3 separate regions of the Mus musculus genome follow, and all the other regions are linked to region 2. Evidence: chromatin contacts called from public promoter capture Hi-C data. All regions are on one chromosome and are shown on one strand. Each heading gives the region's core, a stretch centred on a gene start, on an enhancer-like site or on the middle of the called end of the contact. The rest is flanking DNA. Distances are from core to core; before and after follow the strand shown. Region 1 overlaps Paqr8 (progestin and adipoQ receptor family member VIII). Region 2 holds the start of Tmem14a (transmembrane protein 14A). Region 3 holds the start of Paqr8 (progestin and adipoQ receptor family member VIII).

Region 1 (2,963 bases), core at 365-2,864, 310 kb before region 2:
GGCATGAAATACACAGACACACATGCAGGGGTTGGGGTGCACTGATACAAATACAGTAATACTCTTAAGAGAGAAAAACAGAAAAGAAGCCAGTATTGAAGCTGTGCAGAAATTGGAACATTCTGGTGGATAACAAAAATTGCAGCTGTCATTGAGGATGGTGTGGCGAGAATATTTAAAATTCCATTTTAAATGTTCTCAAAATATTTAAAATGAAATTACTATTATCCAGAAATCCCACTTCAGGGTATGTGTGTACCAAAGGACTGGAAGCACGGTCCTGAGAAGATATTTATACACCACAGTCACAGCAACTTCACTCTCAATAGCCAAAAGGGTGGGATGACTCCTCTACTGACAGACAAACATGTAGACAAAGCGTGATGTACACACACAATGTTGACCCTCAAAGAAGTGTTGACACATACTACACACATGGCTGAAACCAGGGGACGTGGTGCCAAGTGAAATGTCACTTATAAGTAATACTATTCATTGAATCCCAATAAAAAGCTGAAATGTTCCTTTGGTAAGGATATAGAAAACTGGTTTTTTTTTTCCTTTTAATTTGTGTATGTGTGTCCATATCTCTGTCTCTGGAGCGTGTATGTGTACATATGGGTGTACTTGTCCTGAGAGGAGCATGCAGAGGCCCCACTTTGTGGGGGTCAGTTCTCTCCATGTGCTAAGGATTAAATTCAGGTTATTCGGTTTGGAGTCAAGTACCTTTGCCTTGACTTAATGTTCCCAGCAAACTACTTTTAAATATTGTTGGTTGAATTATAAATTGTCTCAATCATTTTTGGAAGACAGAATTGCAGTCATCGTAGTTTAAATGCATATAGTCCTAGCAATTAATCTTCCAGGATTTACTTCATAGATATATTAAAAAGTGTGCTAAGAAAAAAAAAAGAAAAAGAGATGTCACTTATAAAAAGATTTTGAGTCCGTGAATATGAAGTCCCAAAAACAGTACATAAAACAAAAAAATAGTTTCCAGGGGCCAGAGAGAAGAGAGGAGGGAGGCCTGAGCAGGAGATAATGGGCTTTGTTTTGCAGGAGAGAAAGAGTTGTGGTTTAGACAAATGAGTGTGCTTAACTACATTCTGAGAAGGGAAGAGATGGGACACTGAAATCAGCGGTGCATGTCTGTGATGTCAGGGCTTAGCAGCCCGTGTGGGAGTTTTGAGGTCATCTGGGCTAAATAATGAGACTCTGGAAGAAGAATAAGGAACAAGGTTGAGAGAAAAAGACAGAAGAGGAGGAGGAAGAGGAGAGGAGTGGGAGGGAGAGGAGAAGGGGAGGAGGAGGAGGAAGAAAAGATGAGGAGGAGGACAGGATGAAGACAAAGAGGTTAAGCTGGTAAATTTTGTGTACTTGAACACACAGAGGGAAAGTAATACATTAAGCTACAAGGAGTAAATCTGAAATGAAACGGGGCAGAGTGTGGTGCCTGGTGGAGCGCCAAGCAGCTTTAAATCAGGAGGGAGGCTGGGTTTAAATCAGGAGGGAGGCTGGGTAGCTCCTCGAGAAGCGGAGGCCTGAGGAAGGCCTGAGAGGGCTTGTTTATCTCCTGGCAGCCATGGTGATCTTAATCTAAGACTAAATCTTCCAGGGCCCGTGGGCGTGGGCGCGGGCGCGGGCGCTGTGGCAAAGAGCAGACAACGTTCAGGCAGTGTCACTGGGAGGTTGCTGAGGTTGAAGCTGGGGTTGGCCACTTTTCAGCTTGGTTAGAAAGACAATCCAGGCGCTCAGGTGGCACCTGCACTGGCTTTAATGAGATGTCACCTGAGACCACAGGTCAGGTGACTGCAATGATAAATGCTTGTGACCCTTTCTAAAGTTGAACTGGAGCCTAGAAGCAAAAAAAAAAAAAAAAAAAAAAAAAAAAACAAAACAAAAAAAAACCCCCAGAGGTGTGATTTTTCTTTGTTTCTTTCTTTTTATCTTGGTTTTTCAGGTTGTTATTGAGCCTGGGGAGGCTTGGCTTCCTGGGAGCTGAGAAAACATTCATTTTCAGTATGAATTGTAAGTCCCTCATAACCTTGGGATTTGCAAAGCTTCGTCTGACCTTCTATCACCATCTAAGTAAGGAGGGAGCTCAGATAGTCTTATTTCAGGTACTCTTTACCTGATATATCATGTGACATGGAACGAGGAGCCGCCTAGAAAACTCTGTGACCTGGTTGTGTTTTATGGTGAACTTAGGAGACCAGTGTAAATGGTATCAACTTACCACTGTTTAAGACAACACTTTGTACTTATGACGAAATTAGGAAGAGACCGGCACCCTTTCTTTGCAGTCTTCAACTGATTCCCACAACTCAGTTTTGATATCACTTTTCTAGATGTGATAAGAAAATGGTAGGCTCAGCTTGAATCTCTGCTCTGCAATCAGGAAGATTTCCGGGCCACCACATTCTGACCCTGAGGAGGTTCACACGAGGGGCGGCCAATGACTTTGCCTCTCCCACAATCCTGCTCTCTAGACAGGGGTTCTGAAACTGCACTGCAGGGATGGGGAGGGGTAGAAACAGGCTCTTTCAGCATGTGTCCTTTCCACACTATGACGGTCATAGTTGGAAAAATATATTCCACCAACCTTGAAAATGGTCCCTACTCCAGTTTTTGGTAACCAGTCTACCTAATGTTTGACTTCCTTTAGTTTATAAACAAAATTCTTTCCTCTCTTCCTCTCACCTTCAACCTGTTCCTTCCTTTCTTCCTCTCATGCCTTCCTTCCTCCCTTCCCCTTCCCTTCCCTTCCTCCTTCCCTTCTCTTCCTCTCTCTCTCTTTCTTTCTTTCTTTCTTTCTTTCTTTCTTTCTTTCTTTCTCTCTCTCTCTTTTTCTTTCTTCCTTTCTTTCTTTCTTCCTTTTACTTTTTATTGGTTCTTTATGAATGTCACATCCTGCATCCCGATCCCATTCATCTCCCCATCCCCTCCTCTTCTCTCCACCCTTT
Region 2 (2,946 bases), core at 11-2,510:
CAAATGCCCTACAGAGAGATGTTCTCTGGGGTTCATTTAGAATCACTGAATAGGAGCATGTTGTGGCGGCTTCATCTTCTGGTACTTTAGTAGGAGAATCTCTGAGTGTCTATTCTGAGCCATATCTTAATCTGCTGCCGGGGCTGATGGTATGAGGGGTGTTTAAGTGCAACAGACTGCACAAGAAGGACTGTGCTCCAACTTTCAGACCAACAGAACAACAACAAAGACCAAACTCTAAATCCACTGTGAGTAAAGGAGCCATCATTTACCCAAGCATGCCATGGAAATAATAAAGCTTTCCAAGAGGGTTTTCATATTATTTTTAGACTTTGAGTAGGAAAGAGTTCTGAATCTGAGGAGGGGGGGGGAAGGGAGAGAGACAGACAGAGAGAGACAGAGACAGAGATAGCTAGGCCACGTGTGCACAATCAGGATGTGGGAAGAAGAGAGAACCAGGAGAATCTGAAAGCAAACTTTAGGATGGGACTAACTCCATAGCTCCGTGTCACTCCATAGCCCTATGTCAGCGCCCCTGCGACACTTCCAGGGTCTGATTAATTCTCTAGGAGCAGTATAGATTTCCCAGTTCTCAAAAGCAGTCACATTACTTCTCCAAATGTGTGTGTGTGTGTGTGTGTGTGTGTGTGTGTGTGGTGTGGTGTGTAGGATCAACAAACAAATGCCACCTGTTTAATGTATATAATTAATGTATATGTCTTTGAGGTAATTCTATTACTCCTCACCTCCGAGAATTCTGGAGCTTTCCTGAATACCTTGATTGCTGTTGTATAAGGGAGGGCACAGTGTTCATCCTAATTACTATTTCCATCCTAGAAAGCCCAACTGGAGTCGCATGAGAATTTACCAAGAGACACAATTTAATGTCAGTGTAAGGAGATTTTCTGGAAACTGATTCCCCTAGCCTTGCAGGACTCAAAATTCTTTCCAACTGTGGCGTTATGTGCCACACCTCCTGATCATCTAAACCTGGATACCTTGATCCCACAGAGTAAAAGAGTAAAAGATCAGGAGGCTATCTATGCCCTTATCTACCTACCGGCATTCATGCCTTGAAATCAGGTTAACTTTCACTGATCCTGAAGACCTTCGCATTCTGGAACGTCCCCACCTCCACTGAAAGTGGAAACAATTTGTAGACTATGTATATGTTGTTTACCTTCCTAAAATTCTTATGACGATGTAGGGGGATCCTAGCTAAACCAAGGAGTCCCTCTGCAAGCATCATCCCGGCCGGCAGGGGGAAGCAGACTCCAACCCTGCGCTCTCGGGGCCTACACAGCCGGGTGGGGAAGCGACTTCACTTCCCAGGGTCTTGGCCTCTGCTGGCCCAGAGCTGCACCCCACTCCCAGGCCGAGGACAGTAGAAGAACTTGGGATCCAGGACTCTACAACGCACGAACCAGCTCCAGAGAGGACTCAGCTCTGTGCACTCTGCTCTCTAAGGCGGGTCGCAGCTAGGCAGTGCGCCTGCGCAGAACTGCTTCCGGATTGAGGGACTACTCTTGCGCTTTTTCCGCTTTCACCAGCTGCAGCAAGTGCTCAAGGGTGCAGGTGAGCTGTGCATCCATCCCTTAAAAGAAACTTTTCATGCAAAGGCATGAGAATAAACCGTTCTTTGCTGAGCATCCGCCCTCTCCTTCAGTCCCTCGATCTTCACAGCAGAAAACAGTTCAGACGACCTGGGGAGGGAGGGAGGGAATGGCATCTGCCCTCCCACAGATCTTTTCTGGCTCATCCTTCCAATTTCCTGAATTTCTGCTTTCCTGGGGGCCCTAAATATCGCATCTGTCTTACTCTTTACCTTCCCAGAGGTGAGGCGTGGTGGTAGGTAAAGTTCAACCAAGACTTGCTTCAAAAATGGCTCTCATGCCCACTTAGATCATAGGTAATTAGTTTATTTTTATGTGAAAATGCTTTGTGCATACTTATTTACAGATATCTTAGTGGGTGGAGAAGATTCAGGAGGACCTGAGATGGTGGGGCTGCGGAGGGATTTTCAGTTTCCTATGCTAAGCAGTGAATAATTTTGTTGCATTGCATCCAGGACGTTTTCCAGTCCTATATCAGCACCTAGCCTCTGTCTGTTGCATGAACATGCAGTGAACATGCCTCCCTCTTCCAGCCACATTCCACAACTTTCAAGTTCTTACACCCTTTGGGGTTTGGGAAGCAGGTGCGGGGAGGCAAGTGTCCTTTGCTTTCCAGAAGAAGCCAGCAAGATAACTGACTTGTGTAAGTTTTCACAGTAAGCAATTGTTGGCAATGGATTAATTTTACCCTTCTATAGAACTAAACTCAGTTCTCTGTGGAGACGCAGGAATTGTGGGATTCCTGACAATGTAGCCAAGGATGGTGAGGCAGTGGGGGTGTGGGTGTGGGTTGGGGGGGTGGCCAGCCACTGGATAACTTCCACACAGGCTGTGTATTGGAGCCACCCACTCATTCTCTCAGGGCAGTGCGCTTGGAGCTGTGTGCAGGTCAGCAATGGATGAACTAGTGTGGGTTTGCCCTACTTGAGCTTGGCTGGCAGAGAAAAAGAATCTGACAGGCAACGAATCTCAAGCAGGAAATTAAAGGAATTTATCTCTTATTGAAACAGGGTCACACGATCAGTTGGGGGACTCAAGAAGGTGAACTCACTTTTCATATTTTAAGTTAGCTTAGAAGAAAAATTAGAATCCACGTTACTATCCAGTGACGAATAATCTGTGCTATTAGCTTTGGATTTTTAAAAAAGTATGTCTTCTTGACTATTAGGCACATCAGTGAATAGTTCAAATATATGTGTATGTGCACACACAAACATGCTCTCGTGCTTACACACACACACACACACACACACACACACTACTGCCCAGAGACTCTGACTAAGGGAAAAGCATCAAGACTTCCCACCCTTAATTCCACTAGTGCTCCAAGACA
Region 3 (2,990 bases), core at 484-2,983, 330 kb before region 2:
CCCAAATGGTAGAAGCATGTTTGGGGTGTTTCAGAAGTTGTTGGAAATGTGTGCATGCGCTTGAAGTGCTAAACCTGCCCTAAAGTGACACTACACATCAGAGGCTAGAGTCACCAGAGATACCTCGGCTTCCTTACACATTGGCTGTTTTGATTTACATCTTGGTTGTTGCACACTGGAAACCCTTGGACTGTTGTGAGGGTTTTTACAGCCCTACCTTCAGTTCCCTAGCACAGGATTACAACCCACAGTTTTAGAATCAGAGGAATTAGTCTTCTCATAGGACTCCATTTGAGATAAAGGAGCTCTCCCGGGGTGGAAGGTGCTGCAAGAACAGAAGGAGACGCACTTCATGTACTCTATGGTTACTGATGTGGCTCACATCAGCTGACATGAACCTTAGGGTAGACCCTCAGATTTGGGGACTTTTAATATTGTTTCTAGTTTAGGTCTGAGTAGAAATGTATGTGTGGGGGCGGGGCAGAGGGTGGCAGGGGTTCCTTCCTCTTATAGTATCACTTTATGGCTGAGGTCTCTGGCTAAAATAAGAAATATTGGCTAATATGGACGGCCACAGCTTCCCAGGATACAAGGGCAGCCTGGACATCTTCAAGCTAAGGCAGCAGGTGCATCCCAGAGCCTCCTGAGCTTTCGCACGCACCTTTGCACACCGGGTCACTGTCCTGTGGGGAAAGCCCTGCACTGAGACAGGTCCCTGGACTCTCTCGGGGTCCGAATCTGCTTCAGCCTGCCCATAACATCCCAGAATCCAAACATCTTCATTTACGGAGTGAACGAAATCCCACTGTATGAACAGTTCACTTTGCTTCCAGATATTTTGCTGAAGATACACCAAATAACAGATTTTTAAATACTGGGAATGGTAAAAACATGGTTAGATTCTTCCCTGGAACAGGGTGGGTTTAAATGAAAAGAGCCCAAACTCAGTCCAGAACTGTCTCAGAACAGTAGGAAAGATGGGCCTTCTTCGTACAGGCGAGCTGACACAGGCCATCTTCCCGGGATCTGACCTTTCCATTCCCTTTCTTCTGAACGATGCTGGCAGCTTTTCAGCAGCAAAGCCAATTCAATTTGTTAACTGATGGTCCTACTTCCTAAATGGATTGAAAAAAAAAATTATGGTGCATACAGGGTGTATTGTGGGTGAAGAACAACTGCAGTCACTGCGGGCAGACTTAGTGAATGGAGGTTACATGGGGGTGGGGTGGGGCGGGTAGAGGGGTCTGCTTGGCACAGCATACGTGTGTCCAGTGACATGCATGATGCACTCACACATGCAACCGCAGCAGAAGTATGAGTCTTGCACGGGGATGTGAAAATGTGTCCGCAGGGCCTTCATGGGATGCACAGCGTGATTTCCTGGGCATTATACCGAGTTCACCCTAGAGCAATGAGAGGAAAGAAGGCCAGGATTGGAAATGGCAGATGAAGTTTTTTTATCCACCCCCCCCCCCCCAAGGGATTTAGGAAATGGTTTTGGGAAAGAACACAGAGCGCAAACCGCATCCCTGGCTGTCTCAAGCCCCCGAGGGGTTTGCAATTAAGAAGGTCTGGGGGTGGGTGCGAGGGTCTAAAGGTGGGTGGAAGGATGGAAGGAAGCGGCGTCAGTCAACTTCCTCGGCTGGGCTGCGGTGGCTGTAGCAGCAGAGTGTGCACCGGGCTGGGCAGCCCTCCCCTGGGCCGGGAAAGGGCGGAGCTGGGCGTCGCCATCCGGGTTGTCCCCTCCTCCCGGCCGCTCTCGGGTGCAGAGCCCTCGGCGGTCGGGGAGGCTCAGAAAGAGCTCTCCCGGAGCTGGAGTCGGGAGTGCGGCTGGCGGAGCTGGGCTGCAGGAGCTCGGCCGCGCTGGTGTTCGTAAGTCCCGACTGTGGGGGTGGGGGTCGGGCAGGGTGCAGGTCTCCACTGAGATGCTGGGGAGTCTCTGCCAGAGCCGGGAGGCGGGGACGTCAGGATTTCGGCGTAGAGGAGCGCCTGACCCGACCTGTAGGGAGGATGTAGACCCTCATTGCCAGGTGCCCGGAACCTAGCGGCCCGAGCTGGGACCCAATGTTAGAGTTTTAATATCGGCTTTCAGAATGCACAGCAGACAGTCCAAACCGTGGAGTTGGGGAACTGCAGAGCCCTGAAGGGCTAGGAAATCCGGACTGCGATGGTGAGGAGCCTGGGGAGCGGGGATTTGAAGTAGATGTCACGACCGTGAATTGAGGGTGTCTGAGCCCAGAGAACCGGAGAGGAAGGATGTAAAGGAGGAGTAGTCCTGTGCGCATTCTTGGGGCGCCCTCCACAGGGCAGAGGGGAACGGAATCCCGGAGGGGAATGCCGAGTAGAGGAAGAACAGGGCGGAAGGGGGTGCCCAAGAGAGGGGAACCCCCCTCCCGGAAAGAGTAAGGTGAGAGAGGCATGAACTTCTTGAGGAAGATGGAGCGGGATTCTCCAAGGAGACACCGCAGAGAGTTGTGCTGATAGCTGTAGGTTTCAGATTTAGAGGCTATGGTAGACCGAGCGGTGGGAAAGCACAAAGGGGCGGAGGTGGCCGGCGGGACAGTGCTGGGAGTATATCAGCCAGTTGAGAATGCTGTCCTTTCAGTGGAGGTGGCCGTGGACACCTCAAGAGGGTATTCCCTTGACAGCAGATTGAGGAACCCTAGACAGGACAAGTGAGGACCCAGCAGCGTTCGCGAGTCTAGGAGTACTGGGGGACCTATGAAAGGGTGATCAGTTGCCAAGAGCAAGGAAGCAGCCAACTGCCTCAACTCTCTGAGTAGTTATAGGTACCCAGGAATACTAGAGAGACCCTTGGTCCTGGTGAGCACTTTGTCTTGCGTACGTTGCACCTCATATTTCTGACCTGGGTTAGAAATGGTTTTGCTTGGGGGTGCGACGAGGAGAGACTAAGGTGAAAGGAATGGTCTTCAAGTGAGATTTCCGATACACACGGGATATCTACCTTTTGCGCTTTGGGCAGAGCACGT

The links. Promoter capture Hi-C pulls out the DNA fragments that hold promoters and counts their contacts. Capture Hi-C pulls out chosen DNA fragments and counts their contacts.
Region 1: a contact with region 2 is called in a promoter capture Hi-C map of the HPC-7 cell line. The contact joins the enhancer-like site here to the promoter of Tmem14a in region 2. A contact is called at or near these places in 4 of 39 promoter capture datasets (the C10 cell line, the HPC-7 cell line, liver and 1 more), 2 of 15 datasets of contacts at CTCF or cohesin (the NIH/3T3 cell line and large pre-B cells), 3 of 484 Hi-C or Micro-C datasets (the G1E-ER4 cell line, LSK cells and muscle stem cells), 5 of 115 datasets of contacts at active chromatin or transcription factors (bone marrow-derived macrophages, embryonic stem cells, epiblast stem cells and 1 more) and 5 of 9 other capture datasets (adipose tissue, embryonic tail, embryonic trunk and 2 more).
Region 3: a contact with region 2 is called in a promoter capture Hi-C map of liver. The contact joins the promoter of Paqr8 here to the promoter of Tmem14a in region 2. A contact is called at or near these places in 1 of 39 promoter capture datasets (the C10 cell line), 1 of 15 datasets of contacts at CTCF or cohesin (the NIH/3T3 cell line), 4 of 115 datasets of contacts at active chromatin or transcription factors (embryonic stem cells, epiblast stem cells and stem cell-derived neural progenitor cells) and 3 of 9 other capture datasets (adipose tissue, liver and macrophages).

The regions. Positions count from the first base shown.
Region 1 is chr1:20,911,162-20,914,124 of GRCm38.p6, forward strand. All of the region lies in intron 1 of Paqr8 (progestin and adipoQ receptor family member VIII), which reads left to right. Among named protein-coding and RNA genes, the nearest start is that of Gm24171, 2.9 kb to the right of the region's middle. Within about 2 kb of position 1,615, at least 63 of the 459 cell types and tissues checked have an H3K27ac peak or open chromatin away from gene starts, as enhancers often do. A contact at or near this core is called in the G1E-ER4 cell line, the HPC-7 cell line, embryonic stem cells and 1 more, where this site is marked.
Region 2 is chr1:21,217,315-21,220,260 of GRCm38.p6, forward strand. Tmem14a (transmembrane protein 14A) reads left to right here and starts at 1,261. Exons shown (of 5, transcript NM_029398.3): 1 at 1,261-1,575. The region is part of intron 1 of Gm28836 (a long non-coding RNA gene); the gene reads right to left.
Region 3 is chr1:20,888,815-20,891,804 of GRCm38.p6, forward strand. It overlaps Paqr8 (progestin and adipoQ receptor family member VIII), which reads left to right and starts at 1,734. Exons shown (of 3, transcript NM_028829.4): 1 at 1,734-1,872. It overlaps 6720483E21Rik (RIKEN cDNA 6720483E21 gene), which reads right to left and starts at 1,659. Exons shown (of 4, transcript NR_040492.1): 1 at 1,294-1,659; 2 at 1,032-1,115; 3 at 662-841; 4 at 1-325.